7 separate regions of the Mus musculus genome follow, and all the other regions are linked to region 3. A link is a contact called in public Hi-C, HiChIP or PLAC-seq, Micro-C and promoter capture Hi-C data. All regions are on one chromosome and are shown on one strand. The core of a region is the stretch at or near the end of the contact, and the rest is flanking DNA. Distances in the headings are between cores, read along the strand shown.

Region 1 (3,632 bases), core at 644-3,143, 480 kb before region 3:
CCAGTGCTGCACTCCACAATACTACCGAGACTCTACTGTTCACATGACTCCCTCCTCTACCACCCTGTGCCCTCCCCTCACAACTATACTTCACAGTACCCAACACACAGGGTTTCACAAAGCTGTACTGATACACCAACCAAGGACTTCAGGGTGACATAAATATGGCCACAATCCTAACCCCACCGTGATAGTCACATACATGGAAGCACAAGTCTATCTTCACGTCTGACCTACTTACCTGACCTTTTGTGATACTCGCATGTTCATTTCGTTACATAAACTACGTCACCGTGAGTTTACCTATTTCCCTACTGAAGGGCATCTAAGGTACTCGCTGTGGAGCTTTTCCGACTAAGACTATAATTCCATCTTTAACCTTTCGGAGAACTTGCTTTCAACCAATAGGAATTCAGCCTTGACCAGGGGAGTGAGCTTCTGGGAGAAGCTGCACACTGTAAAAGCATCTAGGAGCAACACTAAGCCCCCCAAAGCCCGAGGTTGCCCCCACCCATCCTGCAAACCAGAGAACAGCAATGGTGGCAGACAGTCTCTGGACAGAACTCTCTCATTCCCAGAGATGAATTTTGACTCTCTAGAGTTTGTTGAAATTCCTCCTGTGTAGTGTTGCATTCCTAAGCTTTGATAAAAAATAAAATTGAAGATTAAAAAACAATCAAGCCCTCTTTGAGATAAACAATAAAGTGGGGCACACAGGGGTGTTAATGAAGGAGCTGCACAGAGGCTGCAGAGCTCAGAGCAGTTCCCAGTCATTCCTCTTTCAGTAAGATGACTTGTCAACACGCCAAGTCCTCTGCCGCCTCCTTCCACCATGGGCAGGCTCCCTTCACACTATGGTCCCACTGTGCACCCAATGAGCAAGACAGGAGGCACATGCGTCCTCCACCTGAGAAACAAAGGGCCCCTCCACATCACCTCCATGAAGCAAATCCTCCCTCCTGCTACCTCCCTGTAAGGTTCCACTTCAAGGCAAGCAGGCCCCTCGCTCTAGCTGAGACCAGCACTGGGACTGGAAAGACCAACAGGAGCTCAACCGCAAGCCCCACCTCTGCTCCTTTGGTGCAGTTTCTCACTCTGTGAAACGGAGTGACAAGAGCCACCATAGCACCCGTGGGTGAGGATGAGATGTTGCCTAGGAGGTCGACCAGTCAGTGCCACTCCAAGCCTGTACTTGCTGAACAATACTGTCAGCTTAAGGAGGGAACAGGGGTGCCGGGAACGGGGCTCAGTATGCAAACATGAAGATCTGAGTCTGGATTCCCAGCACTTACAGAAAAGCCAGGCTTTGTAGAACACATCTGTAAACCTGAAACTGGGTGATGGAGACTGGCTCAGGGTTCAGTGAGAGACCCTGTCTCAAAACCCAAGATAGAAAGTGATCCAGGAAGATGTCAAATGCAACCTCGGCACTCTATCGGTATACATATGGGCACATATACCCACCCACACAGCATGAGAGAGAGAGAGAGAGAGAGAGAGAGAGAGAGAGAATGAATGAATTAGGAACTGTCTCCCCATAGCACAAAGGCAGGTGAATGTGACACTCCAGACGTCTGTATCCTCCATCCTCCTCCTGGTCCCTGCCCTACCCCAGGACCTCTCTTCCCTGTCACTATGGCCCAGATGAGGGTGTGCATGTCTAAGTAGGACTTATAGGACTATAAGAGGCAGCGCCTCCATGCATAAAGATCACTCTTAGAATCTAGAGGTCAGAACCAGAACAAGCCTCACTCTTCAGGGTTAATCCCAGGATTTCCTAAACTTTGGCTCAGGCAAGGGCGGCACTGCAGGGGGCGGGGGTGCAAGGCTGGGATATATTTGCATACTCGGATGCTAATGGCCCAGCAGCCCACACACTGCCCTCTTGTTCCCAGGCAGAATCAACACTGGGCACTGGCAGCTGGGGCTTGTCCCAGATGCTCTGCTGAGGAGAAGGGGGACAGCCTGCACTTCAGAGGGACCCATGCCAGCTTAGCCTGAGGGAGAAAGCCCAGGGCCTGGTGTGGTTGGACAAGGCACCTGTCTTTTCTGTCTGTTGTATATAAGGAATGAGGCCTAGGAGGAACACCTGCCTCCAGCACTGTGGAGAGAGGAGCCAGTGCCCAACCCTTGCCCCCAGAGGACACAAGACAAATCTTGCCTTAGCTAAACGCTTGATAAATTTGTCTTTCCTGGAGAGTACCCAAAAACACAGAGAAGACAGTGTGCAATAATTGGGAGTAGTGTTTGTGGTGGGCTGCCTGGACACAGAGGGCAAAGAAACACTCACAAACATTATGTAACAGGGACATTAAAGATGAACACAGAGAACTGAGCAACTGAGACCTGGGGAGAGTCCTATCGTGCCTACAGTGCTCTGCCCAGACAGACACTGGGACTGGTGCATGGTGACAAATGGCTGTAACCTCAGTGCTGAGGAGACAAAACCAGAGAGATCAGAGGTTCAAGACCAGCCTGAAAAAGTAAGCAAGACCCTGCCTACAAAGAGTGGCCTGCCAGGGACATCCCTTAGATGGCATTTTACAAAACACCCTGCCAGCCCATGATGGTGCTTATTTCTGGGACTGGCTACGTAGTAGAGCCCATCGCAAAATACCAGTGCAGTCTCTTATTTGACGATTGCTGTAAATTGAAAACAGGATGACTATAATTAAAAAGTTATAATACAAACATCTGAAGAAGCCAGAACCCTTTACAGATAGATTGCATACTGCAAAGAGGCTGCTGGGGAAGCCACCTGGACAGCTCTTCCAAAAATTAAGCATAGAATTACCATGGAACTGAGAATGGCAGCCTGCACCTGTCATCCTGGCACTCAAAAGGCTGAGGCAGGAGAATTGCTAGCATAGTCTATACAAGTACCAGACCACCCTGGGTAACCTACTGTGCAGCTTCCAAAGCCCAAAAAAAAAAGAATTGCCAAATGATTTCACTGACGTGGGCTTAACACTATGAACGGGCCGACCACCCACCAACTTGAAAGATCAAGAAAAGAAAGGTCTGTCAAAAAGGGAAAGCCTACATATATGGTACTACAGAGAGAAGTTCAAGATGTGACTACAAGGCCTTAAATTAAGTGTGGGAACTTTTGGATTCAGCTGTGATGTTCCACTAGATGGTCCACTAGAGGGAATCCAAAATTACTTAGCAGATAGGCAAGCCTGTGAAAAATTATTTAGATTCAGTTAACTTAAGCAAGAAAACCCACCCACTGTGGGAGATCCTGGACGTAATAAAAAAAAGAGAACACAAAATTAAGCAACAGTATCTATCTCCCTCTCCCTCTCCCTCTCCCTCCCTCTCTCCTTTCTGACTATAGACACAACCAGCCTCACACCCCTGCCACCAGGTATTCCCCACCATGATGGACTGTATTCCCTCACACTATAAGCCAAAATAAACGTTGCCTTAAGATGCTCTTGTTGACTATGTTGTTCCAGCATCAAGACAAGTAACAAACATGGAGGGCCCACAAGCAGGCACAGACCTCAGGCCCAAGGTACAGGCCCTGATTCCCCAGAAGGCCTCTATTTCCAGGACTCTGCAGCTGGCAAGGGCAGAGCTGTTGTGAGCCCTACAAGCAATGTTATATTTTAATAGTCGTTTCAATT
Region 2 (3,632 bases), core at 306-2,805, 300 kb before region 3:
TCAGGGGTGAAATCAACCAAGTGGAAACAAGAAGAACTATTCAAAGAATTAACCAAACGAGGAGTTGGTTCTTTGAGAAAATCAACAAGATAGATAAACCCTTAGCTAGACTCACTAAAGGGCACAGGGACAAAATCCTAATTAACAAAATCAGAAATGAAAAGGGAGACATAACAACAGATCCTGAAGAAATCCAAAACACCATCAGATCCTTCTACAAAAGGCTATACTCAACAAAACTGGAAAACCTGGACGAAATGGACAAATTTCTGGACAGATACCAGGTACCAAAGTTGAATCAGGATCAAGTTGACCATCTAAACAGTCCCATATCACCTAAAGAAATAGAAGCAGTTATTAATAGTCTCCCAGCCAAAAAAAGCCCAGGACCAGATGGGTTTAGTGCAGAGTTCTATCAGGAAATTCTTATAGTCCCAAGGCTCTCATGGTTCAACTTGAGGTTTGAAATCGTCAAAGTTGTATAGATGAGTTGTGGTACCAGCAGACTTCCTGGTGCCCTGGCCCCCATCCACCTGTGTGAGTGAACATCTTATCTAATGACAGTATGTTTGTCAACAATAGAAAACTGGCATTGGCATAGTGTTAATAAAGCTATACACCTGGTTAGATAGCTGCAGACTTTCCATTAATGTTCCTTTGGGGTTTGGGGATTAAATCTGGGACCCCCTTAGCATACAGCTTCCGAGGCACTTATTCTATAGTCTGAGGAATGGCCCTAGTTTCTATTGTGGTCCCTAACATCGTTGCTTACAGAATATTGCCAATTATGATGTAGGGTGTTTGCTCATGATTAGGCTGGAGATAGGAATTTAGTGGCGGAATACTACAGTGACTCTGTACTCTTCTTTATGTCCTATGAGGGCCACATGATGATACCATGAGTCATTACAGTTGATGTTAGCCTTGGTGCTCAGGGACAGGGAAAATTTCGCAATACAGTGAATATTTTTCCCTCTCTCTATAAAGCTTGTTGAAAAATCTTATTTAAAGGGGTGCATGGATTATATATAAAACTGAGGCACAGGGGCTGGGGAAATGGCTCAACTGAGAAATAGCTTGCCATCAAGCACAAAGACCTGAGTTTGGTCCCCAGAACCCACACAAAAGAAGATAGAAAGCCAGGAGAGATGGCTCGTGCTTGTAATACCAGCAGTAGGAGGATAGAAAACAGACAGATTCCTGAAGCTTGCTAGACAGATGGCCTAACCTACTTGCTTAGTTTCAGGCCAGTGAGAGGGTGGCAGAAGACACACAAGTTGTCTTCTGGCTTCTACACAAATACACACACACACACACACACACACACACACACACACACACACACACTCACACGCGCACACACACACACACACACACTCACACACACACACACATGCACACACATGCACACACGCACACTCTTCACAAAAACTCACTTTACTTGGTTGGTGCTTCTTGCCAACTAGGAAGAAGTCAGCTCCACAGATTGTCAGCTGTTAGCTACATTGGAAGCCTGGGTCTCTGCCCCACAGCCATGGATCTTGGGTGTGGAATCCAGCAACACTGGGAAACTCTCGGAAATGCAAATTGGCAGGTTCTACCCAACAGTAGCTTGGCCCTAATGCAGCTGGAAACAGCAGTCTGAATTGTGACTGTGTTCCAGGGGCTTCTGAGAAAGCTCTTGGGAAATACCCATTGTCCTCCTGGGAGTGTGGCCCAGCACTGAGAGTTCTCAGTTTTCTTGGTCATTTTCCTGTGCCGTGGACACTGGGAGTTTGGCCTCCTTAGCCACAGGCAGTGTTCCAAACTTGCAGTTGAAGCATCATCTGAATAATGCTGCCTTCTATTGTTTATGGCAGATTTTTTTTTCTCATCTCCCTAATAGGTATCATAAAAGAATAGAAATGTAATTTCCCAGTTAACTTGTATTTAATGTGAAAAATGCCTAGCTCAAGTCAAAGCAAATGGAAGGAGTCTTTCAAAGGGTAACAACCTTCCCCTCAAACTTCTTTCTCCCTAAGTTAGTTACCTTCAGTGTATCTTTCTTGTATACAGGGGTACTCCCACAGATCTAGCCTAGTAGGTATAGTGAGGCAGTCATTGGGATTTAGGTCATTTCGTTCCTGGTGTGAGTGTTTGTACAGGTTAACCTGGTTCAGAATTACCCCCACCTCCCACTCCCTCCCCCATTACCTCTTCCCTCCCAGCCCTACCTCCAACTCACCCCCACCTATTCCTCTTCTTCCTCCTTGGCTTCTTCCTCCTCCTTCTTTTCTGAGTCAGTCTCTGTGTGTCTCTGTGTCTCTGTCACTCTCTCTCTCTCTCTCTCTCTCTCTCTCTCTCTCTCTCTCTCTCTCTCTCTCTCTCTGTCGTCTCTGTCTGTCTCTGTCTCTGTCTCTGTCTCTGTCTCTGTCTCTGTCTCTCTCTCTCTCTCTCTCTCTCTCCCTCTCACAAACTGATCTGAAAGGCCATCCTCAAGGAATCCTTCTTTCTCAGCAGCGTGCTCCTGAGTTACTCACCAGATCAGAAATTCTGCGAAGGAATTCTGAAAGGTGATGGTGATGTCATGTGGGGAGCAGATTTTGTATTTTCACTTATGGTGATCCCTGTGGAGATCTTAGGCAAGCCTTGTTAGACAGGTTTCTGCACGTCTGAGGGGCACTGGGTAGCCCCCCACCCCATAATGAGCAGCTTGTAAGGCCTGGAATTGAAACTGCAGGACTCTGATTACTCTTCAAAAGAATGGGCTCTGAGCTTTGTCTTTGCCCTTGAGTGGAGACATGACATCTGCCCAAAGTTTTTACAAATATTGTCCAGCTCGAGGCGATCTGATAAAGAATAAAGATCTAGCATCGTCGGTCCCCTGACCAATCCCAGTGGGCCTGCCAGTCACCTGGGAAGGAAAGCACTCCTAGGAAGGCCATTTGTTCAATACATTTCACCAAAGAAGATAAATCCTACCTAAACATGGAGGTTGGCACAGTGGCCCCTCTGACTAATGTCCTCTCTCACCCCTCAAGTATCCCCTACACAGTGATCTTTCTGTCCATGTTTACTCCTACCCCTTGAGTGTGTTTTCCCTGACATTAGTTCCTTTCACTATTGTCTACTCTCATCTCTCAAGACTATGCCCTAGACAATGGTTGCTCTGTTCACCCCTTCCCCTAAAGTATGTTCCTCTACATTTTTCCTTGTCACCCTTGAGAGCTGCCTGTTATTCTATGATAAAGTCTGTCTTTCCTTCTATACTATGTTCTGTGTATCCCTCTGAGATCACATGAGGTAATTCGAAAGGACACCATGAGATCCTGTTAATGCCCCCAGCCTTTGCCCTGCTGACACTGGGGTCTGAGTGATCTGGAGCATTCTTTGTAGGAAGATATAACCTGGGCATTGTAGGATGTCAGGCTGCCTCCTTGGCCCTGCTCCCAGGTGCCAGTTGTGATAGGAACAGACATTGTTAAATGTCCCTGGGGATAGAGACAGCAAAGTCATCTCCAGGCCTATATATCACCTATCTCAGATGATATTGGTCATAGCTCTGCCGGTGAATGTCTACTGTCCTGGGAAGATTAGGGTTTTCAGGAGTACGGGTTGGCTCTTGGGTCTCCCTATTCCTGGCCAATATGACA
Region 3 (3,641 bases), core at 506-3,005:
TGAGTTCTAGAACAGCTGTGGGGCTATATAGAGAGGCCCTGACCAGAACAGAAAAACAACAATAACAACAATAACAATAACAAAGAGCCTTTGAAGGTGAGAGACATTTCTTTACAGCTTCATTTCCCAAGTCCCTAATGTAACATTGCTAATTCTGATTGCGTAAATACCAGGACACACAAGGGTGGCTATGGATGACTGGGCTGATTTCAAAGGATGCCTGCTCTGACTTGAATATGAGGCCTCTCACTTTTAAGGTCCTATGTCATTTTTGAAGTGAGAGACTACTGCAGACCACTGCTGGTGAGAGGCAGCTGGAGAGTAAGGCTACTTTCCAGCGAGGTGGTCAGGAACACAGCCTTCCCCAACCCGACTCTCCTCATACTGTAGATCTGACCCAGAACAGGGGAAGCTGTAGGACCAGAACAGAATCTCTGTGGTTGGCCCGACCCCCAGCTGCAGTGTAATCAACTAAGGCTTTGAAAACTGCCAGGCCCAAGATGGGTTCTGGTTCACTGGCCAGGATGGGTGTGGCATCCCCTTGAGCCCTTACAAGTTCTAAGAAGTTCCCATGTTAGGGACCACAGTGGCCATTATTCTCCAGATGTCTGTCTGTCTGTCTGTCTGTCTGTCTGTCTGTCTGTCGCCTGCTGCTTCTCACTTGGTTCTCAGGAACACAAAGAGTCCGATTAGGAATATGTCAGGCCAATGAGAAGGCGGGGAAGGGTACAACTATAACCCTGAGGTGAGGCCTTCCATCCCTTTACTGGGGCTAGCCTAGCTGTGTTCCCGAAGAACAGCTCACTCTGAAGATGTAGGAGGCTGCCTGGCAATTGGCATTTTCTCTCCCCGTCAGGCTTTGCCCACTATCTTGGTTTTTTGTTGAGGCAGAATCTCACTTGGTAGCTCAGGTTGAACCAGACAGGGTGTAGCCCCTTGTTGGCCTCAAACTTGCAGTAACCCTCTTGTCTCAGCCCACCAAATGTTAGGATGAAGGGCATGCATCACCAAGTCCGGCTGCAATTTGCATCTCTAACCAGCCAAGCCAGGTGCCCCTTAAGATCAGTGAAGTTTGGAACGTATCTGGACCTTTTCCTGGGTCTAGATAACTGAAAGGAAACTTTGGCCAATCTATCAGCATCAAAACCAGAGCACCACAGCGAAAACGCTGTGCCCGAGTGCCTGCTACTGTAAATTCAATCTTATTTCTGAGGTGTGAGGTACTGGTTTGGCGGTTTGGAACGTCCAGCCACAGGCTGCCTGGCTGTGCACCATATACCAGACCTGTTCCTCGCGTCCCGCCGGTTCCCAGCTAGCCAGCAGCTAGCAGCCCAGTCATCCTTTCCAGCCTCAGTCTGGAAAGCTGGACCCCGGCGCCGCGTGTGCTCTTGGCTGCCGGCGCCCCGGGCCCCGCGGCCACATCATCCTGAGGCTGGGAAGTGTGCGTTCTCGCGCCTTTGCGCCACACAGCTGGTCTACGCGGCGGCTCGCACAAGGGGTCTGAGGGTATCCTGCATCCAGCCACCCCCGGGAGTGGATAGGACCCAGGCTGTCGGGGACCCCGGAGCGGTCTCTAGGACCCGCGGGACGCCGCAGGAAGGCGGGGTGCGGGGGAGACGCTAATTTGTTCCGTGGTAATGAGAACGGCGACTGCTGGCCGCGGATCCATTGCACAGGCCCGCCCTCAGATCGCTGGTCCCCGGCGCCAACTCGGACAGGCTGCTCATTTATTGCAACGGTCAAGGGCGGCTCGTGCCAGAGTAGCGCGCGCGCGCACGCACACACACGGGGAGGGGAGAAAGTTTTTTTTTGAAAAAATGAAAGGCTAGACTCGCTGCTCAGCGACCCGGGCGCTGCGCGAGGGGGTCGCGGCAGACTCAGGGCAGTAGGACTTCCCCCAGCTCGGCGCCCGCGTGGGATGCTGCAGCGCTGGCCGCGGGGCCCCCGAAGCAGCTGCACGCCAGGCCGGCGACAATGGCAGAGCGCCCGGCGCGGCGCGCGCCCCCCGCCCGCGCCCTCCTGCTGGCCCTGGCTGGGGCCCTGCTGGCGCCCCGTGCAGCCCGAGGTAAGTCACCCGCACAGGCGGCTGCCTGCGCGTCCTCTCCCCGCCACCTCGCTACAAGTCAGGGTCTCCGCGAGTGCCACAGCCACAGGGAGAGCAAACGCACCCAGGGCGCATCTGAGGACCCCCCTGGCTCGCGCTCCCAGAGCCTTGACACTGGTCCCCCGCCAGGTGCTCACTCCGGGGGTTGGGTTGGGGTGGCACGGGAGAAGAAGACGCTTTGCTTGGGGGCCTTGAGGCAGCTAATGTCTGAATGAAATGTCTTGGAGTGACATTTGCTCCTAAGGCTCACAGTGTCTTGACAGTTACACGTGTCTCCTGGGAGGGTGTGCGTGGGGTCGTTTTCCTGATCCAGTGGGGTAGTGAGTTCCTTCACCCAGCTTCGGAGTCAACTCCCCACGAGGTTTCCTTTCCACCCCCGCTCTGACACAGCTGGGGGATGCAGAGGACGCCCCCCGCGGCCTCCCATCACAGGTGTACCTGCAGCGCTCTTTACTTTTTTTTGTTTCAATTGACTTCGTGGCCCTTAGCGATTTCTGGCTTCACTCGCTAATTGTCAGTAAGGATCAAACTTTAACAGAACTCATTCCCCTTTCTTGCTCATCCTTGGTAAGTAAGGGCTTACACCAAGACCTCGTGTAGCGCGAGTACCCACTCCAGAGTTAAACAAAAGTGCATACATTAAAGGAGTTTTTATAGACTTGTATTTTCCTGAGTTGAATCTTCTTAAAGCCCGGGCACCTGTGGATCCTGTTTGTATAATGAGAACTCACAGCAGGTGCCTTTTTAAAATTCGGGAGCTTCCCTAGTCACCCTTGCTGCCGGCCCCTTTTGCCGCTAGGGGCGCTGTTCACCAATGAATGATTCACCTTGGCCTCCAACTCTTATTTCTGTGATTCTAGGTATCAGGCATTTAGCTAGCCCCCCATCATCAACTGTTTCCAACACGAAACATTTCATTTCTCAACTGTCACTGTTATCCTCGACCCCCAGCCTGTCTACCATAATGTAACCAAATTCTAGCTCCCATAAATACCTACACAGCAATAAAGACCAACTTGGCGAATTGGTGATTAAATTAAACAATTGTACATATCAACCATCAGCGAAAAGGGCAACAACGCTGACGACTATTTAGAAAACTCTGGGACCTGCAGGTGAAAACCGCAGTCAAAGGTGTTTTTGAGAGGGTTTGGTACAAACGGTTTCCTTTGAAGGTTGAACAGCAAATGTACTTAGAAACATGTAAACTCAGTTTCAAAGTATGTCTGAATTGGCCTTGAACTTGGCATGTGCTCCACACACACAAACAGAAGTCCAAGCACAGCTGATATTTTTTAGAGGCAAATGTTTATTAAATAAAGCTAATAGTGGGGAGTTATTTCATCGGGAGGGAGGCTGCAGCCTCGGCAGACAGAGCCTTGCCTCAGGATGGGGCAGACATCTTCAGCCCAGCAGTAGGGCCAACACACTTGCAATGGTTTAAGGACTGTGGTTTAATATTCCAAGTTCATGGTGTGTTTACACTTAAGAGTCTCAGAATCAACTCTCAGTCCGTTCCCCAAGTCCTGTCGTTGAG
Region 4 (3,730 bases), core at 700-3,199, 390 kb before region 3:
AGGCCTTTCTGGAAGGAACCTGGGGATGGATGTTGCGCTGTGTTCCACAGACAATGGAGCAAGGGAGTTGATATGAAGGTAGGCCTGAGCTGGACTGTGAACATTTCATCCCACAGGCAGAAGCAGTGTGTCACTATGTGTCCTTGGCCAGCAGCTCCTTGGACAACATAAATGTTCGTGAGGCCTATGAATGTCTAAGGTCTTGATGTGTATCAAGATGGAGAGAGATCAAGAAGTTAAGATGGTGGCTGCCTTCCTTATAGACACAATCTCAAGTGCGCTTCAAAGTCGAATGAAGGTCGTGGTTTCTGATGCAGCTGGCTCAGTGCTAACGTTGCTGGCACTTGTGCTACCACGTGTGACATTTATTTTAGTTTAGGGTGGACTGGGAGCGAGTAACTTGAGGTTAGCTTCTCCCCACATTCCAATTTCAAAGCATATGGTTGCGCCTGCACATCAGGAACTACCTGACCATGAAATTAGCTAAATCCAGGGTCTGGAAGGACCTTACATCATATCCAGCGGTGCTTCTCAAACTTTAATGTGCACACCAGCCACTCAGAGAGTCTGCTTCCCAGTGGATTCTGAATCTATCGGTCTCTAGTGGTTCTGAGATTGTACAATTCCAAGGATTACCTGGGGGTAGGGGTGGGGAGGGGGGTTGCTGAGGCTCTTGGTCTAAGGACCACACATGGAACACTGATGCTTTTTCTTGAAGCTGCATCCTGAAGTGTGGTTTCTAGGCCAGCAGCTCTGGGACTTAGAAACGAATAATACAAATGCTTAGGTCGGGTCACCAACCAGGCATCAGACTCCTGCAGGTATAGCCCTACAGCCCCTGAGCCCAGCCACCCTGCAGGCCATAGGGATACAAGGTCAAGTCTGAGAAACTGTGTCTGCTTATTCTTGTGCCCCCTTTCCCAGCTCCAGCCTCCTCCTGGTCTGTTCAGAGGCACCTGGGCTTCCTGCCATTCCTTGAGAGAATCATTAACCATCTTTTCATATCTAAATCCCTGAGCCTTCTCACCCAGAGCCTGTAAGGTGGGTAGACACCCTTGGGATAAACAGCTTCATTGCAAGCCAATCCCTGCAATCTGGAACCCAGGCTCAGGGAATTTTCCATTCGGGGCTCATTTTGGAAATGACTGTTTGCTTCCTCTGTTTATAGTGTCTTAGTATGCAGGACCTGTTCCTCCCCTGGGAGCGAGTCACATGGGCTATGCTTTAGGCCAGTTTTGGACACACTAGCATGCCAGCCTGGTCCTGGCGGTCACCCACCAATACCCCAAAGACGTTTTTCTCAGCGATGTCATTCTAGGTCTGCTCTCTCAACCTTGTGATCATCTATCGATGTGACAATAAAAGAGACACGGTTGCCTCTTTGAGAGAAGCATCAATTATCTGTTTTGCATAGTAGAAAATTATTGTGGAGATAAAAGGTGTTAGTTTCCCGGGAGCCTGGGCAAATCCATCTGCTGTAGCGCCAGAAGTTAACCCACATCCCATTGAAGAGTCTGTATTTGTCCTGTCTCATCCTGTTATGAGAATATTAAATTTCTATTTGTGTAATAGGTTCTAATTTGCAGAGCAGCCCTTGCATGGCAGGTATAGTGTTGGGATTACCGGAGCCCTTATTTTGACTTTTGGCTCTTAAATAAATGAAGCTTTAAAAATGTCTGGAGTCATGTTGCAATAGAATGTAGTTAGATTTCACAGTGACTATAATTGTGATTACAATCAGATGGCTGTAACGATACAAAAGACACATTATCTTTATAATTTATAATCCTCCTGGACCAAGCTCAGCATCTTAAAAATGCAACATTTCAGCACCATCTGGGAGATTTGCCCAACAAAATTATGTATAAACAAAGTTCTTTATTGACTCACTGAGATCCAAGTGGAATCAATTATACATTACTGTTGTCTTTGTCGGCATCGCAGAGTGTAATACGGCTAAAGACCCACATTCCATAAATCATCGAAGTGTAATTTCCCCCGGGGCTGAGTTTTGCGTGGAAACAAAGCCTTGTCGGTATTTTCTGCTTAAATTTCTTTGGTGATATTTGGTGTGGGAGCTGGTGCTTTCCCCCCGGGCTCCCAGCGAGTCAGGCTGGCTGAGTTTGGTACAAAGAGTTGTCCCAGAAGTGTCAGACCTGGAGCATGTGGTAGCGTGGAGACAGGGATCTAGGGGAGGGGATGCGGAGAAACCCAGAGCCTCTCAAGTCGATTACTTTTGCTCACACTGAACCCACAACATTGAAATGCTGAGCCATCGATATTTTGTAGCTGAAGTGAAAGATTGTTGCGAGCTGTCTGAAAATGAAGGAAAAATGACTCTCTTTCGAGAAACGTGGTCCCCAAATCCCAAACCACGGGGAACCTGAATGTACTATATCATTCCATGGCTGGTCATTTCAGAACACCCAAGAGAGCATGTGGGTAGGATTGACAGCACCCCTGCCAGGAATGTGCCTATAGCATCAAAAAGGTTCGAGGAAGGCAGGGAAGGATGCTGGGCCTGCGCTGAAGCAAACTGAGAGGCACAAGGGCACAATGTGGGTCTGTCCCACTCAGCACTTTCTCTAAAGCTGAGTGTTGCCTGACTTACCCTAATCAGATGTTAAAAAAAAAGGAGGGAAGAGATAAAGAAAAGAAAAAGAAGAAGAAAAAAGGAAAGTGTCTATTTATTCCAGATAAATGTGGCATCAACAGACTAACTAAAGAATTCATTCAAGTACATATTGGAGAACGAATGTGTTCAGTAGGGAGTCTTCAGAAGCTTGGGTGACTCGGAGGAAGTCTTAGTACTGTTATGTTTGCTAAATATTATTAGTAGGATCTTATCTTAAACATTATTTAGTAGGATCTTGGGAAGGGGAGGGGTCTTGTGATTCCCTCCCCCACCCCCCCTACAGAGAATGTTCATATGCTCAGGGTTGGAAGGGCCTCATGTGGTCACCAGGCTGCTTTATTTCACAGTGGTGATGGCCGTGTCTACTTGGGAAGAAATACCTGCACTGTGCTGAGCCAGTGACTGAACTGACTCCAGGCAGAGGTCATGTTGCTCTGAGACGGCCACTCATTCCATGTGTAAGTGCTGATTCAGTCAGGAGTCTGCTTGCTGGGTGACCTTTGCCTGGTCTCTTTAACCTGTTCATTCTGGCAGCATTGCCCAGAACCTAGTAGGAATCTGCACTGTGCCCACTTAACAGTTTCTTTTCTCCTTAGGGCTTCTGCATCCACAGCCAGGATGCAGACAGAAAGATGCCTGTGCTCAGCTCCCCTTCTTTCAGTGTGGGACTCTAGCCTATGGGATGGGATCACACACTTCCAGGGTGGGTTTGCCTAGCTAACTCGATCTAGAAATTCCCTCACAGACATACACACAGAGGTTTGTTTCCACAATGATTCTGGAGTCTGTCCAGCTTAAGCATCACAGCTCACCACAAACCAATTGCTATCCATGGCAGACAGACACTGATGGGCAACAACAGTCGTTGTGTCAGGTCCATAATGCCCCATTCTACTAAGGGTCAGAGAGGCTCTCCATGATACGACTCAGGAACTGGAAAGATGAGGAGAGTGAACAGATCATGGAGGGGAGGAGGAAAAGACCAAGCACTCTTAGGCTGGGAAAGGAGACTCCAGAAGGGAAAGACAGAGATAGAGCACATCTGTAGGGAACAAGAAAGATCGTGGAAGCAGAGCCTGGGGTGGGGGAGGGGGG
Region 5 (4,186 bases), core at 937-3,436, 350 kb after region 3:
CAACCTCTGACCTCTACACATACATCTGTGAACACATCCATATAAACATGTATACATCACACATGTGTGCAGAGAGAGAAAGACAGAGAGACAGAAAGAGACAGAGAGAGAGAAAGCCCACGAATAAAAAGAACCTAACTTTGAAAGCTACTAGACCTATGCACATCTCTGCCTCTCCTGCATGTAGCAGGTGCTTAGGAAGGCTTCAGCAACCAACTAAATAGACACCGGCAGTGACTGGACATACAGAGCAGCAGCAAAGACACACGGGTCAGCTCTGAGCTCCACCCACTTCCTTTGCTTCCACTTTCTTTCCTTGAGATGAAGCCTGGCTGTCACCATAGTTCCCCAGGGATCCTCCAAGGCCTTTCAAGCTCCTGAGCTGGAGACTCCTGGCTGGCTTTTCTCAGAGCAAGTGACCAGGTCGGCCAGCCTGCCTGCCCGCCCACCCGCCCATCTGCCTGCCTCCAGATCCCAGAAGACGGTTTCAAGTTCTGACTAGTGTGGTGTGGCTAACCAGGAAGCAAGGAGGCCATACCTCACAACCGTCCTTTATCATCCAGTCAATCACAGAGCAATGGCCTCCATCTGCAGCCCAGTGCAGAGCTGTGCAGCCTCCGAGGTCTCGAGCCTCCCAAGAAGCTCCGTGTCTCCGGAGGTATTTGACAACATCTAGGTGCCCCGCGTAGCATGCAAGCATGAGACTGCAACATAGAGAGGAAGCAGACTCCACTGTAGGCCCCACCGCCGACCTCGGATCCAAATTCCATCCACCCACAGTAAACCAAAAACTTGCCATCTGAGTGGGAAATAAAAAACTTTATTCACATAAAATGTACACATGCCCATCAACTGATAGATAAAATGTCAAATCCATGCAATGAAATGCCAGGTCAGCCGTGAAAGGGAAGTTGTCTGTAGTCTGAAAAATCTTAAAACAATATGATCATCTTTTATTATGCCAGGCATAAAGAGTCATAGCACATGATCCATTTACATGAATCATCTGGGAAATGCTAAGGAGGAAGCCACAGAAGTAGGCTGCTAGCTGTCCAGGGCTAAGAAGGGAGGGGGGATATATTCTGTATATTTCTAGAGTCATGAAACTGGCCCCCATGGTGGCGATGGGTGAGCAACTGTGTGAATGTATTTTAAAGCAGTGCATTTTATGGTGTGCGGATAATGTTTTAATCTTGAAAAATAAGTACTGGGGCTGGCAAGATGGCCCAGCAGGGAAAACATAATGACCTGAGTTCAACCCCAGAGGCCACGTTGTGAAGGGAGAGAACAGACTTCTGCAAGCTGTCCTCTGACCCCCACGTGAGAACCACAGCACATGTGCACTGATAGATACATACACATGCACATACAAACACACACAAAATATTAAGGTGCTTTGAAAATTAATATTGGCTACAAGGGAGTATAAATTATCGGATTTTAAAATATCCACAAAATCTAGATTATATACAAAAGGGAGTCAGACTGTCAGCATTCATTATTAAACCAGTTCCTTGCTCTAAAACAAGATTGCTCAATTATTGCCACTCTCCTTTAGAGAGCAAAGTCTGGTTGGTCCATTCCAGCTGCTGAGAAGTTCCTCCTTGTAGACTGTCAATCAATATGGAATCATACACTTCTTTTGTGCACCTCATAATTGGTTAACTGGGATGGGCAGGGACCACGCCTGGGTCGTTTTAAGATGTTAGTGGGAACTGATATCGCCAGAGCATATGAATTTATTAACCTATAGATTATTTTCTAGTTGCCACGAGGAAAATAAAACTATACAGAGATCTCACTATCCCCACCACCATCAGAATCCAGCCTGGAATGGCCACCAGTAGAGACCTCCACAGCAGAGCCAGAAAAACAACACAAGCTCTAAAAGTTCCTAATGAAGATGGCACCCTATAATAGCCTTACCATGAAAACATGTTTACTGGAAATACAGGGTTAGGTGAGCAAGCCAGATGCTACCCTACTCCTGGGGAAGGTAAGAGAGAGGAACCCAGAACACAGCATGCTGGGAGTTCACTCAGATGTCACTGCTAGGAGGAGGAGGAGGGAAGGAGAATGGAAGAGAGACTGAAGGGAGAATGGAGAGAAGCATCGAGTGGAGGGAGAGAGGGATAGACGGGGCAAGGACAAAGAAGGAGAGAACTGAGAGGGGACAGGTCCTCAACAAAGAAAATGACGCCCGAGAGGCAGAAACACCAGGCACAGTGTGGGAGCACACACTGCATCAAGGACTTGCCTAGCCCCCACCACAAAGTGGCATCAGAAGGACAAGCAGAGACTGAGTGCCAATAACACCAGAGAACCGGGGAGGTGTACCCAAGTGTGTGGTGGCAGCTTGGCCACCATGATGACCTTGCCTTCAGGAGTGCACACTGAAGGTGACTGTGGAGCACACAGGGGTATGTGTGGGAGGGGTGTACAATAGGACAAATGCGTGCACCTGCTAGGGCTGGGTAGAGCATGGACAGACACCCTCCGTGTTACTCTTCCATCATTTCTAAATGTTTAGAAGTAGGAGAGAGCAGTCCCTAAGTGGCCACACAAGGACACTGGGACTACTTCAATCCCCTATCACCCTAATATGCCCTGACTGCAAAGTCTTAATTGCACTTCTGGCCACTTCCTGGGCCTAGAATGGAATCCCTGTGAGGGGCCACGGCCTGTCTGAGCTTTGTATTAGCACGTACTCAATGCCCTCTCCTTCTCCTCCCAGCTCCTGCCACCACCACCAACCCCCCACCCCCGTGTTTTTCCTCACATAAAATGGGAAAAATAGATGTTCAAATTTTCACTGACACACAGCAAACACTTCACCACTGAGAAGGACCCCAGCCATCGGCACTTAGCCCATGTATATTCCCAAATTTTGTGCATTGCGTCATGCCTCTAGTGATTCTGTCTGGAAATGTCCATTCTACTCCACTTTCATCGTCTTAATTTCTAAATATATAGGTGGTATTTTATGCAGCAAGACTAATTGCACTTCATGTGAACTAGTTAACGCTGTCTCCTGTACCCCATCTTTGTGTGACTTGATGATGTGCATGTGGGTGCCCTGCTCCCTGCACACTCCTCAGTGCTCCCTTAGACAGCCCCTAACTCTGTGCACTCTCCTTGGTTAGTGCCTCCCCACTTTTGTGCCCTGAGCATTACAGCTCAGATGAGGACTTCCTGCCTCCTAATGTCCTTCGTGACCTCTGACACTTAGTCCCCCATGCACTTGGCATGAGCTTTGCTGTTTGCTGGGATCTTTTTTTTTTTTTCTAATAGCCTATTTCTAGTACCTTCTCCATGGCTTTGTGGCGCCTCTGCCACCATATTAAGTTCTGTCTATCCTGTTTATCTGTTTCCAATCTCTTATACAGTACCACCTCTCTAATTAGTTTAACTCTTAAGGCATTTTAATATCTGTCCCCATAGTCTTTGACAGAGTTTTAGTGTCTATTACCGTCTATTTGTTCTCTCAGATAAATTACAATCGTTTTGGCGGGTTCCCTAGAATAATTCCATTTGAGGCTACATTCAATCTATATGCTAATTTGAGAAGACTGAGAAATGGCGCCACAGTCTTACCATTCTGAAGTACGGCACTTAGCTTGATTTTTTTAAATCTTTGGACCTCTCAGTACAGTTCTGTAGATGTATGGTTCCATCGGGTTTCTTTCCTTTGGGAATTTATTCTACTCTATGTTTAGATATTAACCAGTTAGTACCATTTTTTTAATAGTCTCAATATTTAGCCCTGGCTGGCCTAGAACTCAGAGAGATTCTCCTGCCTCTGCCACCCCAAGTGCTGAGATGAAAGGTTTTCAGATATTTTTAATCATCCTGCATCAGCCACATCAGTAAACCTCCTTATTAAGTTTCGAGTCTTTAGTGGTTGTCTTTCTTGAATTCTGCGGGCCAGGAGGAATCACACCTGTATCTCCTAAAATACTATCCAATCATGAAATAAAATATAAGTACATTTCTAGAGAGCCAGAACCCGTGTCTCACATGGCAATGTATTTACCCATCTATTGTCCACAATAACCCCATGGTTGCACAAGGAAGCCTACTGAGGTAGCTAGCTATGCAGGGTGTCATACTGTGTCCTTGAGGGACTGGGGTTTGACACCATGCTCTCTGCTGTCTGTGCTCCTCACTGCACCCCAGGTCCCAGCTC
Region 6 (4,125 bases), core at 60-2,559, 450 kb before region 3:
AATTAAATAGATGGGACTCTAACAGCCCTTCCCAGCTCTGCCATGGGCCTCTGAAAGGTCGGCCAAGCACAGGTGGAGCTCAGCTCCAGTGTTCACAACGCAGGGAAAAATCCTCCAAACCTGGGTGTGGGCCTAGAGTGGAGGTAGGGGCCCTAGGCTTCTCCAGCCCTGCCCCCATGGCCACCATCTCCTACTTGTTACAGAAATAAGTAACTGGAGTTCAAAGGAAGGACACGGCCTTGTAGACTGGAGTCTCCGGGAAGCTTTCAAAGACAGCGGGCTGGGACATGAACTAGGCCTGCAAGACGGTGCTGAAGGCATGCCTAGAACAGACAGCTGCTGAGAAAGTGCCCCAAGGCAGCCCTTAGGGTGGAAGGCAGCAAGCTCCCCTAAATGCTTGCTTGCAAATCCCCAAGAAATGCCTGCTTGCAAGTCAGAGTCTCTGCTCAGGTGAGGCTGGGCGTCAGAGGATCCTTAGGGAAAAGAGAGCAGGAGCCTGGAAACGGAATGGTCAAATCTGGAATGCCAGCGAGCCCTGAGGCCTAGACAGACCTGACTTTTGATGTGGGCTAGCTGGGGGGCGAGACAAGGTCTGCAGGGCTCTGGGACTGTCTGGCCATTGAGGAAAGCGGGACTCCTTGGATCAAAAGTAAGCTTGCAACCCTACTCCTTCTACCCCCTAGGGAAGCGACAAAGGCAAAACCAGGTCCCCGCCCTCGAGGTCCGTTTCCAGAGCCCCGGGGACACAGGAGCGCCTGAGTGTCCCCTACCATCCAGGGCGGGAAAGGCGGCACCGACCCAACCCGGGAGGCGCAGCCACTCCTCACGCGAGAAAAGGAGGCTTCACAGATCCGAGCGCTGCACAATGAAAAGTGTCCACCCGGAGTCCCGGATGCCAAACAGAAGTTTCCCGAAGAAGCCAAAACGCACACAAACAATGACCCCGGGAGCCCCGCGCACGCAGGAGCACACGGGACTACGACAGAGCGAATGCGCGGGAATGAGGAGCACGGTGGACCCCGGAGGGTCCCCGGGTTCCCCACGCGGGCTCCAGCCCCGGGCGGGCCGGGCTCCGCACCGCGCGGCAACAGGCTGGGCGCCGCGGCGGGGAAGTTGCGCGCGGGGCGGGCGCGGGGCGGCGCGCTGCTCACCCACGCCGTACTTCTCCTCTCGCTTGGTGGGGACCCAGCGCGTCATGGTGGCGCTGGCCGCAGCCCACTGGAGCCGCCGCTGCTGCCGCCGCTGCTCGGGCAGGAAACTCTGCGCCTAGGCCGCCATCTTCCATTCCTTCCCCGCCGCGACAGGATGGGGAGGAAAAAGTTTGCGGCGGAGGCGGTGTCATGTGGGACGGGGCGGGCGGAGCGTCGCGGGCCGGATGGGAAAGGCCGGGAGCGCCGGCGAGAGGCGGGACGGCGGCCGGCTGTAGCCCGCCCAGGCGCGCGTGCCCTGGGGCTCGGCCCGCCGGGTCCCTCGAGGGACCCAGGCTGCTTCCCGGAGCCCATGGACGCCCTGCATGCTGCAGGAACCGTGCAACTCACATCCTCTACTTTCCACTAAACACCGTGCACCTCGCACCTACTAATCTGCACTGTATGGTCCTCACCCTGCACTGTCTACTCTGCACCGCATCCAGCACTCTTTACCCACACTCTACTTTGAACACCGAGCACCCAGCATCCCAAACACTCTGCACTCTGTACCATACAGGGTACACACATACACACACACACACACACACAACACACACACACCACGCACACCATCCTGAACACTGTACCCTGCACCTCACAAAGTGCTATCTTTTCACACACAAGCGTGCACGCGCGAACACACACACCACAAATCCTTATAGCCCTCTAGGCCTGGATCTAACACAAATAGTCAGACACCACACATGTACTCACTGGTGTGAAGTGCGGAAACCCCAGTTCTGACCTGGTGGAGAGCGTTGGAGCAGAGCTAGGAGTTCATCGTAGTTCATTCATTCATTCAAAGTGGGCACCCATTTTGCCAGGGTCTGAGCGCATTGAGCGTGCCTAGTAGCTGATGGGAGTGGTGATGTACAGTCAGCACTGGTAAGAGAAGCCTAGGAAAAGACTTTGCAGCCCCTGGGTGTTTCTAACAGCCCAGATCTCTTTGGGTGTTGAGGGTCTGGAGCAGCACAATGAGGCTCCTAGTTTGCAGCAACTTTGAGGCGTTCAGTAGGAACTGGGCCTGCTGAAGTGGGGAAAGAGAGGAAGTGGGAAGAGAAAGGAAGCCAGTTCCAGCTTAGAACAAGCAGCTCCTAGCAACTCTAATCTGAAGGAGGCTGGTCTCAGACTCACCCAGTGCCAGCCACCCACAAGTGCAATACTTCCGATTTCTTCAAGGCCTGCCCATAGACACACCCTGAGCGTTCATTAGAATCCAAGAAAAGGTTAAAACTAAGGGGAGGGGTGCAAGGGGACCTCGGGTCCACAGCAAGCTATTAGAAGGGGCAAATGAGATTGCATATTCTACTGTGTGCCCTCTCTTGCATCCTAGAAACAATGACAAAGACACCAGCCTGGGAATCTTCAAGGACTAAAGGAATGAAAGTTTAAAAGAATGAAGGCTACATTGTGTAAGATTGCATGTCAGAGCCAGAGAGGGGCCAACTCAACTAGAATTGGAAAGGTCAGGTGCCTACCTGCTGTAGACAGGGCCACCCCAGCCTGGAGCAGTTATATCAACCCGTCCAGAATGCAGCTTAAATAGCCAGGAGCTCCTGGATGGGGAAGGTGAGAGAGAACCTCCCCAGTTCAAGATAATATACAACTAAGATTTCTAGCAATTCAGCCACTGATTCATAGAAAGTCACAGGCTCCTTTCACTGATAAGGAACTTCAGTCCCTCAAAAGGGAAGCTGCCAGGGCTCACCTCCCACGTGGCCTCCAGCATTCACTAAAATCCGAAACCTCAAGGGTTCAGGCCTTGAGGGTGGGGTCCAGTAACTCACCTGCTCCAAAGAGAAGCAACCAAAGGTGCTAACCAGAAGTGGGGTGCTCAGAGTCAAGTGCCTGGCCCACTTTAGGTCAAAAGAGTTTCCCTGAGAAAACTGTCTTAAGCCTGGACTTTAAGGATAAGCAGAAATGAGTAAGGGGAAGTGGGGAATTAAGTGGATGTGCAAGGGGCCTGGGGTGGAAAGAAATGCTGGTTTTTAAAGGAAGGAAGAAACCAGTAAGGCTTATTTAGACGTGACCCACGGAGATGCTCCTGGATAGAAGGGCTTTCTAGGTCTTCCTGGGATTTTGGAAATCCATGAAGAAAACCAGGAAGATGGATTTCAGGAGCACACATATTATCTTCTGTGCCTCATTTCAGTTCTGTTTTTGAGGCTCCATATGAGAGCAGATGGCTTGTGTTGAGAACAACCAGGCGCCTGAGATCCAACAGTCCTTGAAAGCATGCCCTGCTGTGGCCAGCTGTGCAGTCACTCTGCTGTTGCTTCTGCCTCATCCTCCTGGTGCTAAACCTCAGGGTCCTGACGGCCCCATACGTGAACCAGGACTGCTGGCACCAACCTCATGGGACATCCTGAGGCTCTCCAGAGAGTGTAGCTATATAAATCAGCAGCAGACCCAGAGCTGACGGCCTCCTGTCTCTCCCTTCCTCCGTGTTCATTGTTCAGTAACCTCAGGGTACACATTTTCACTCTGATAAAAAATGACTGGTACAGGAAGCTAGGGAAGTGGGTCAGTGGGTGAAATGCCCAATATGCAAGTTTGGATCCCCCAAATTCAAAAAACAAAAAACAAAAAACACACAAGCATGGCAGCACACACCTGGAACCCCAGATGGGGAGCCAGAGACAGGAGCTCATTGGCTAGCCAGATTATCCCAACTCATGAGATCCAGGTGTAATGAGAGACCTAGCCAGCCATTGAAGAATGCACTGACGTGAACCTATACCTGCACATGCACACATGTGCACATATATCTATGTGTGCAGGAGCACACACCTATACAAACATATACATACAACACACATCCTGGCTTAATCTGGTTTTGATTTCTTGTAAGAATGTTATGCTAAAATAGACTTACAAATCAGAGTTTTAACTTTATGTTACATTTTTATTTTATTATTGAAGGGAGGGATCTGCA
Region 7 (3,908 bases), core at 1,330-3,829, 450 kb after region 3:
GGAATCACCTCTCCTCATCCTTAGCCATAGTTATTGTGCAAGCCAACTATTTCATGCTTCTCTTGGAAGCCTGTCTTTCTGCCCTTCCCCACTTTCAAGCCATGGGAGGTTTCAGTAGTTCCCCAGTGGGTCTCTGGGACGATGCACTCTTGGCCTGACCCACGAGGCACTGTGCTGTGTGTTTACCCCCCCCCCCCCCCCAGTTCTTACAGGGAACACAGTAGGAACCAGAAAAGAGAACAAATAAAAGTATCGAGGGCTGAAGATTTTGCAGTTCGCAGTGTACAACTTTAAACAGTACTGCATACTTACAGAAAATAAAGCTGTCTTTAGAAGTTATATATTTCTCAGCTAAGGATGTAGTTATGTTGGTATAGGGCTTGTCAAAAAGCTATCACATCGATATCCCATCTTTAGCACCACATGGGGCTGGGGAAGGCCTATAACCACAGCATTCTGAAGGATCAGAAGTTCAAAGTTATCCTTTGTTACATAGTGAATATGAGAGCAGCCTGGGATACATGCGACCACACACACACACACACACACACACACACACACACACACACACACAGATACTTTCTCTAGGAAAAGATCACACACAGCCTGGCATCGGTTTGGAATGAGAGTAAATCCCTAACATTGCTGTATATTCATTTTTTTCCCAGCAGGTTGGATAAAGTGTACAATCCTTTGACTTTTAAACACAAATGATAGATGTTGTATAAAAATCCTACCAATCCAAGCAACTGTAACTCCCAACCTGTAGGCTTTATATTCAGCAAGTTAAAAGGGAGGAAGCCTTTAAATTTTCTTGTTATTATGAAATGAGTGTGTGTGTGTGTGTGTGTGTGTGTGTGTGTGTGTGTGTGTGTTTCCCTTAAGGAACATGGGATTTGGTCTAAGTATTTTATGTTTGAAACTATGCAAAAAAAGACAATTTGATTTATTTTTTAGCATCAAACTGAATCTTATCAAGGTTTGAGCTCTTTGGAGTCTCTAAGTCAAACAGTGTATTTGTTTTAAGAACAAAGGAGGCAATAAAACAGCATGGGTGGGGAGGAGGGAAGGAGCCTAGGACAAAGTCCCTGGAAAGGTTGGGAAAAACAGTGGACAGAGAGGTGAGTTCCAGGGTACCTCAGTTCTAGCAACTCTAAAGCACACATCTTCAGCCATCTATCATACACAACTTTGTAGCCCATCGTGGTAGCCCATGCCTTTAATCTTAGCACTTCATAAACAGAGGCAGGTGGACCTGTGGATTTGAAGCCAGCCTGGTCTTTAAACAGTGAGTTCCAAGCTAGCCAGAGAGATAGTGAGATTCTGTTTCAATCAAAACAAAATGAAAAACAGCACTGTAGCCCCAGCACTTTCAGAATGTGGAGCCATGAAGATTCTGAGCCACTGGTTCAGGAGGCTAGGTCACGAAGTTTGCCCTAAACTCAAGGTCAGCCTGGGCTGCAGGAGACAAACTCAAACTTAAGAGTATTTTTAAAAACAAAACAAAAACCAGGGCTAATGAGATGACTTCGCGCAAACAATGCTTGCAGAAAGTAAAAGAGCCAAGTTTGATGCCCAGAACCTCCATAAAATATCAAGTGTGGTGGTGTGATTTGTAGATTCAGCCCTAGAGAGCTGGAGACAGGATCACCTCTGGGGTTCTGCTAGCCGGTTTGCCTAGCCTAGTTCACTAGAGCTCTAGGTCAGTGGGACACCCTGTCTTGAAAACCAAGGTGGGAGCCTGAAGATGTGGTTCAAATATCATGAACACTGACTGCTCTTCCAAAGGACCCAGCACCCACAAGCCTACTCACAGCCTGCTTTTATTATAGTTCAAGGGGATTGGGTTCTCTCTTCTGGTCTCTGTAGAGGCACAAGGCACATGAGTGGTGCAGAGACATATACATGCAGGCAAAACATCTGTACACATTAAATAAAATAAAATAAAAATTTAAAACCAAGGTGGATGGCAAGAAAAGACACCAGAATGTCCCCTCTGGGTTCCACACAAATGTGGCACACTTGCATGTGCACCTGTGTGACACCTGCACACGTGTGCACAAACACATGCATCCGCACGAATAGTCAATAACAAAGAACGGAAAATTTAAGACAAACAGGAATGAGAAACTTTTGTTATGTATCTTATGCTGGGCGGAAGCACATGAATTATATATACCACAGACTTTAGGGATAAGATCGAAGAGAGGCAAGAACACATAAATTCAAGGCCCAGGCTCCATGGAGGTTCACTAAGACACTGGAAGCACTATTAACCATTCGTAAGCCCATTGCTAGTGAGGGCATCAGCCGTGCTCTGTGGAATCTGTGGATCATTTAGCCGAGGGTTCGAGACCTGGCCCGGCTAGCTCGGTCTCTGCTCGCACCCCAGGCCCTAGCCCGCCGCTTACTGTGGGGCTCCATGGTCAGCTGCTCCCGGGGGCCCTCGGGCCCAGCCCTGGCGGCGCCGCCCTCCTAACGCCTGTCTTCGTCTGGCGTCGCTCGGGTTGCCCTGACAACCGGGGATGGGCAGGCGAGCGGGCGGGCGGGGCCCGGCGGACGGCGAGAGGGAGGGACCAAAAAGTGACGTGGAAACGCAGAGCAGCGCACGGGCGGGAGTGGCGCAGGGGGGTCGCGACCCGGGAGCGCGGCGGCTTCAGCAGAGCCGCGCCCCGAGCTCGGGAACGCTCTGTCAGCTCCTCTAGGGACCACGCGAACGTCGGCCGGGCTCGGGAAGCTCCCGCCCAGGCTCTGGGAGGCCTCGGCGGCCGCCGCTGCAGGTAACGGCAGGGCAGGCGGCGGGGAAGCAGGGAGGCCGCGCACCTGTTGCGGCCCCGCCCGACCAGGCACAGCTGAGGGCGAGGGCGCCCCCAGCTCCGGAAGGAGAACCGGAGCTCCGGCCTGAGATCTTCTGGACCCTGGTGGGTTAAGTCTAGGATGACCTGAGACGCCCCAGTGAGAGTCAGAACAAACCCTGCTCCAGCCGGATGACTCGGTCTTTGCACCGCCGTAACCCCAAGCTAGAGTCAGGGTTACCCCTGCATCTGGCGTCCGTCCAGGTCAGGGTCCGGATGAACCCGGAGATGCCCGGGTGAGAGTCGAGATAGACCCTGTTCCTGCTGGAGGACCCAGCTTTTGCCTGCCAGTACCCATTCTCCAGAGTGAAGGGCTATTGCTTCAGGATGTTGCCCCAAGTCATGGTCCGGACTCGGCCTTTGCGCGTGGCAGCTCTTTTCCAGGGTGGGTACCCTATACCGGGATGTTGTCCCAGGTCAAGGCTAGGATGACCCTAAGACTCCGAGTATGGGTGCTCTCAGCTCCTCCTGGAGGACTCGTTCTTTGCACCACATGTTTCAGAGAGGGGTGTTCGAATCCGTTTGCCTAGGTGAGGGTGTGAAAGCTGCTCCTGCCTCTATAGTAGGCCAAGGCTGTCTACTGAGACTACGGGCAGTTCCTCCCCTAGTCCTGCTCTGTCTATCATCCCCACTGTCACCTATCATATTTCAGGCTGTGGGCCCCTTGTGGGATCTTGGAAATTGGTTTAGTTTGGTGTGTGTGTGTGTGTGTGTGTGTGTGTGTGTTTGTGTTTGTGTTACAATACTCATTTTTCCTGTTGATTTTTTTTGGGGGGAGAGGGGGGTCACTGAGTCAGCCAAATTGTGTAGGATACTGGTTTCAAAGACCAGGATCCAGGTTTTCCTTTAAGAAAGGTGTGAAGGGGGGAAAAACCCACTAGGAATTTTTATCTGGTATGGTGTAGAATTTTCAAACCACCTCAGAGAGTGTCATGGGTTAAGGAGAGAAGAGGGGGAAGCAGAGGAAGGAAGAAAAATGGAGAAGAGATAAGAAAGGGATGAGGAAGTGCGGAGAAACAGAGGAAATTGTAGGATTGATTTACCGGTCAGCGC

Evidence for each region. Promoter capture Hi-C pulls out the DNA fragments that hold promoters and counts their contacts. A called contact is a pair of places that touch in the nucleus more often than the background predicts. HiChIP or PLAC-seq counts read pairs in DNA pulled down with a chosen protein or histone mark.
Region 1: an H3K27ac HiChIP or PLAC-seq map of oligodendrocyte precursor cells shows a contact between it and region 3, with 3 times the contacts expected there. The contact joins the enhancer-like site here to the promoter of Adam12 in region 3. A contact is called at or near these places in 4 of 39 promoter capture datasets (the 3T3-L1 cell line, hippocampal neurons and liver), 1 of 484 Hi-C or Micro-C datasets (embryonic stem cells) and 4 of 115 datasets of contacts at active chromatin or transcription factors (VIP interneurons, embryonic forebrain, oligodendrocyte precursor cells and 1 more).
Region 2: a contact with region 3 is called in a promoter capture Hi-C map of the 3T3-L1 cell line, with 10 times the contacts expected there. The contact joins the enhancer-like site here to the promoter of Adam12 in region 3. A contact is called at or near these places in 5 of 39 promoter capture datasets (the 3T3-L1 cell line, 3T3-L1-derived adipocytes, the HPC-7 cell line and 2 more), 2 of 115 datasets of contacts at active chromatin or transcription factors (embryonic forebrain and stem cell-derived neural progenitor cells) and 1 of 9 other capture datasets (pancreatic islet).
Region 4: a contact with region 3 is called in a promoter capture Hi-C map of the 3T3-L1 cell line, with 8 times the contacts expected there. The contact joins the enhancer-like site here to the promoter of Adam12 in region 3. A contact is called at or near these places in 6 of 39 promoter capture datasets (the 3T3-L1 cell line, embryonic stem cells, hippocampal neurons and 2 more) and 1 of 9 other capture datasets (embryonic stem cells).
Region 5: a contact with region 3 is called in a Hi-C map of the N1E-115 cell line, with 4 times the contacts expected there. The contact joins the enhancer-like site here to the promoter of Adam12 in region 3. A contact is called at or near these places in 10 of 39 promoter capture datasets (the HPC-7 cell line, cancer-associated fibroblasts, cranial neural crest and 5 more), 1 of 15 datasets of contacts at CTCF or cohesin (the NIH/3T3 cell line), 43 of 484 Hi-C or Micro-C datasets (the AML12 cell line, the BV-2 cell line, the C2C12 cell line and 27 more), 15 of 115 datasets of contacts at active chromatin or transcription factors (craniofacial prominence, embryonic basal ganglia, embryonic forebrain and 9 more) and 4 of 9 other capture datasets (adipose tissue, embryonic stem cells, liver and 1 more).
Region 6: a contact with region 3 is called in a Micro-C map of embryonic stem cells, with 5 times the contacts expected there. The contact joins the promoter of Dock1 here to the promoter of Adam12 in region 3. A contact is called at or near these places in 6 of 39 promoter capture datasets (the 3T3-L1 cell line, 3T3-L1-derived adipocytes, cranial neural crest and 3 more), 1 of 484 Hi-C or Micro-C datasets (embryonic stem cells) and 2 of 115 datasets of contacts at active chromatin or transcription factors (embryonic forebrain and embryonic stem cells).
Region 7: a promoter capture Hi-C map of hippocampal neurons shows a contact between it and region 3, with 3 times the contacts expected there. The contact joins the promoter of Dhx32 here to the promoter of Adam12 in region 3. A contact is called at or near these places in 7 of 39 promoter capture datasets (3T3-L1-derived adipocytes, embryonic stem cells, hippocampal neurons and 4 more), 1 of 484 Hi-C or Micro-C datasets (embryonic stem cells), 7 of 115 datasets of contacts at active chromatin or transcription factors (astrocytes, embryonic forebrain, embryonic stem cells and 2 more) and 1 of 9 other capture datasets (pancreatic islet).

The regions. Positions count from the first base shown.
Region 1 is chr7:134,707,667-134,711,298 of GRCm38.p6, reverse strand. The region is part of intron 1 of Dock1 (dedicator of cytokinesis 1); the gene reads right to left. Among named protein-coding and RNA genes, the nearest start is that of Dock1, 39 kb to the right of the region's middle. Within about 2 kb of position 1,893, at least 37 of the 459 cell types and tissues checked have an H3K27ac peak or open chromatin away from gene starts, as enhancers often do. A contact at or near this core is called in VIP interneurons and oligodendrocyte precursor cells, where this site is marked.
Region 2 is chr7:134,525,549-134,529,180 of GRCm38.p6, reverse strand. No RefSeq gene overlaps it. Among named protein-coding and RNA genes, the nearest start is that of Gm35970, 120 kb to the right of the region's middle. Within about 2 kb of position 1,555, at least 26 of the 459 cell types and tissues checked have an H3K27ac peak or open chromatin away from gene starts, as enhancers often do.
Region 3 is chr7:134,223,211-134,226,851 of GRCm38.p6, reverse strand. It overlaps Adam12 (a disintegrin and metallopeptidase domain 12 (meltrin alpha)), which reads left to right and starts at 1,755. Exons shown (of 23, transcript NM_007400.2): 1 at 1,755-2,065. The coding sequence starts at 1,975.
Region 4 is chr7:134,609,745-134,613,474 of GRCm38.p6, reverse strand. No RefSeq gene overlaps it. Among named protein-coding and RNA genes, the nearest start is that of Dock1, 59 kb to the left of the region's middle. Within about 2 kb of position 1,949, at least 34 of the 459 cell types and tissues checked have an H3K27ac peak or open chromatin away from gene starts, as enhancers often do.
Region 5 is chr7:133,873,266-133,877,451 of GRCm38.p6, reverse strand. It overlaps Fank1 (fibronectin type 3 and ankyrin repeat domains 1), which reads right to left. Exons shown (of 11, transcript NM_025850.2): 7 at 539-704. Among named protein-coding and RNA genes, the nearest start is that of Gm51500, 58 kb to the left of the region's middle. Within about 2 kb of position 2,186, at least 3 of the 459 cell types and tissues checked have an H3K27ac peak or open chromatin away from gene starts, as enhancers often do. A contact at or near this core is called in the N1E-115 cell line, where this site is marked.
Region 6 is chr7:134,667,871-134,671,995 of GRCm38.p6, reverse strand. Dock1 (dedicator of cytokinesis 1) reads right to left here and starts at 1,309. Exons shown (of 52, transcript NM_001033420.2): 1 at 1,152-1,309. The coding sequence starts at 1,197.
Region 7 is chr7:133,775,474-133,779,381 of GRCm38.p6, reverse strand. Dhx32 (DEAH (Asp-Glu-Ala-His) box polypeptide 32) reads left to right here and starts at 2,579. Exons shown (of 12, transcript NM_133941.2): 1 at 2,579-2,780. It overlaps Fank1 (fibronectin type 3 and ankyrin repeat domains 1), which reads right to left and starts at 2,491. Exons shown (of 11, transcript NM_025850.2): 1 at 2,412-2,491. The coding sequence starts at 2,424.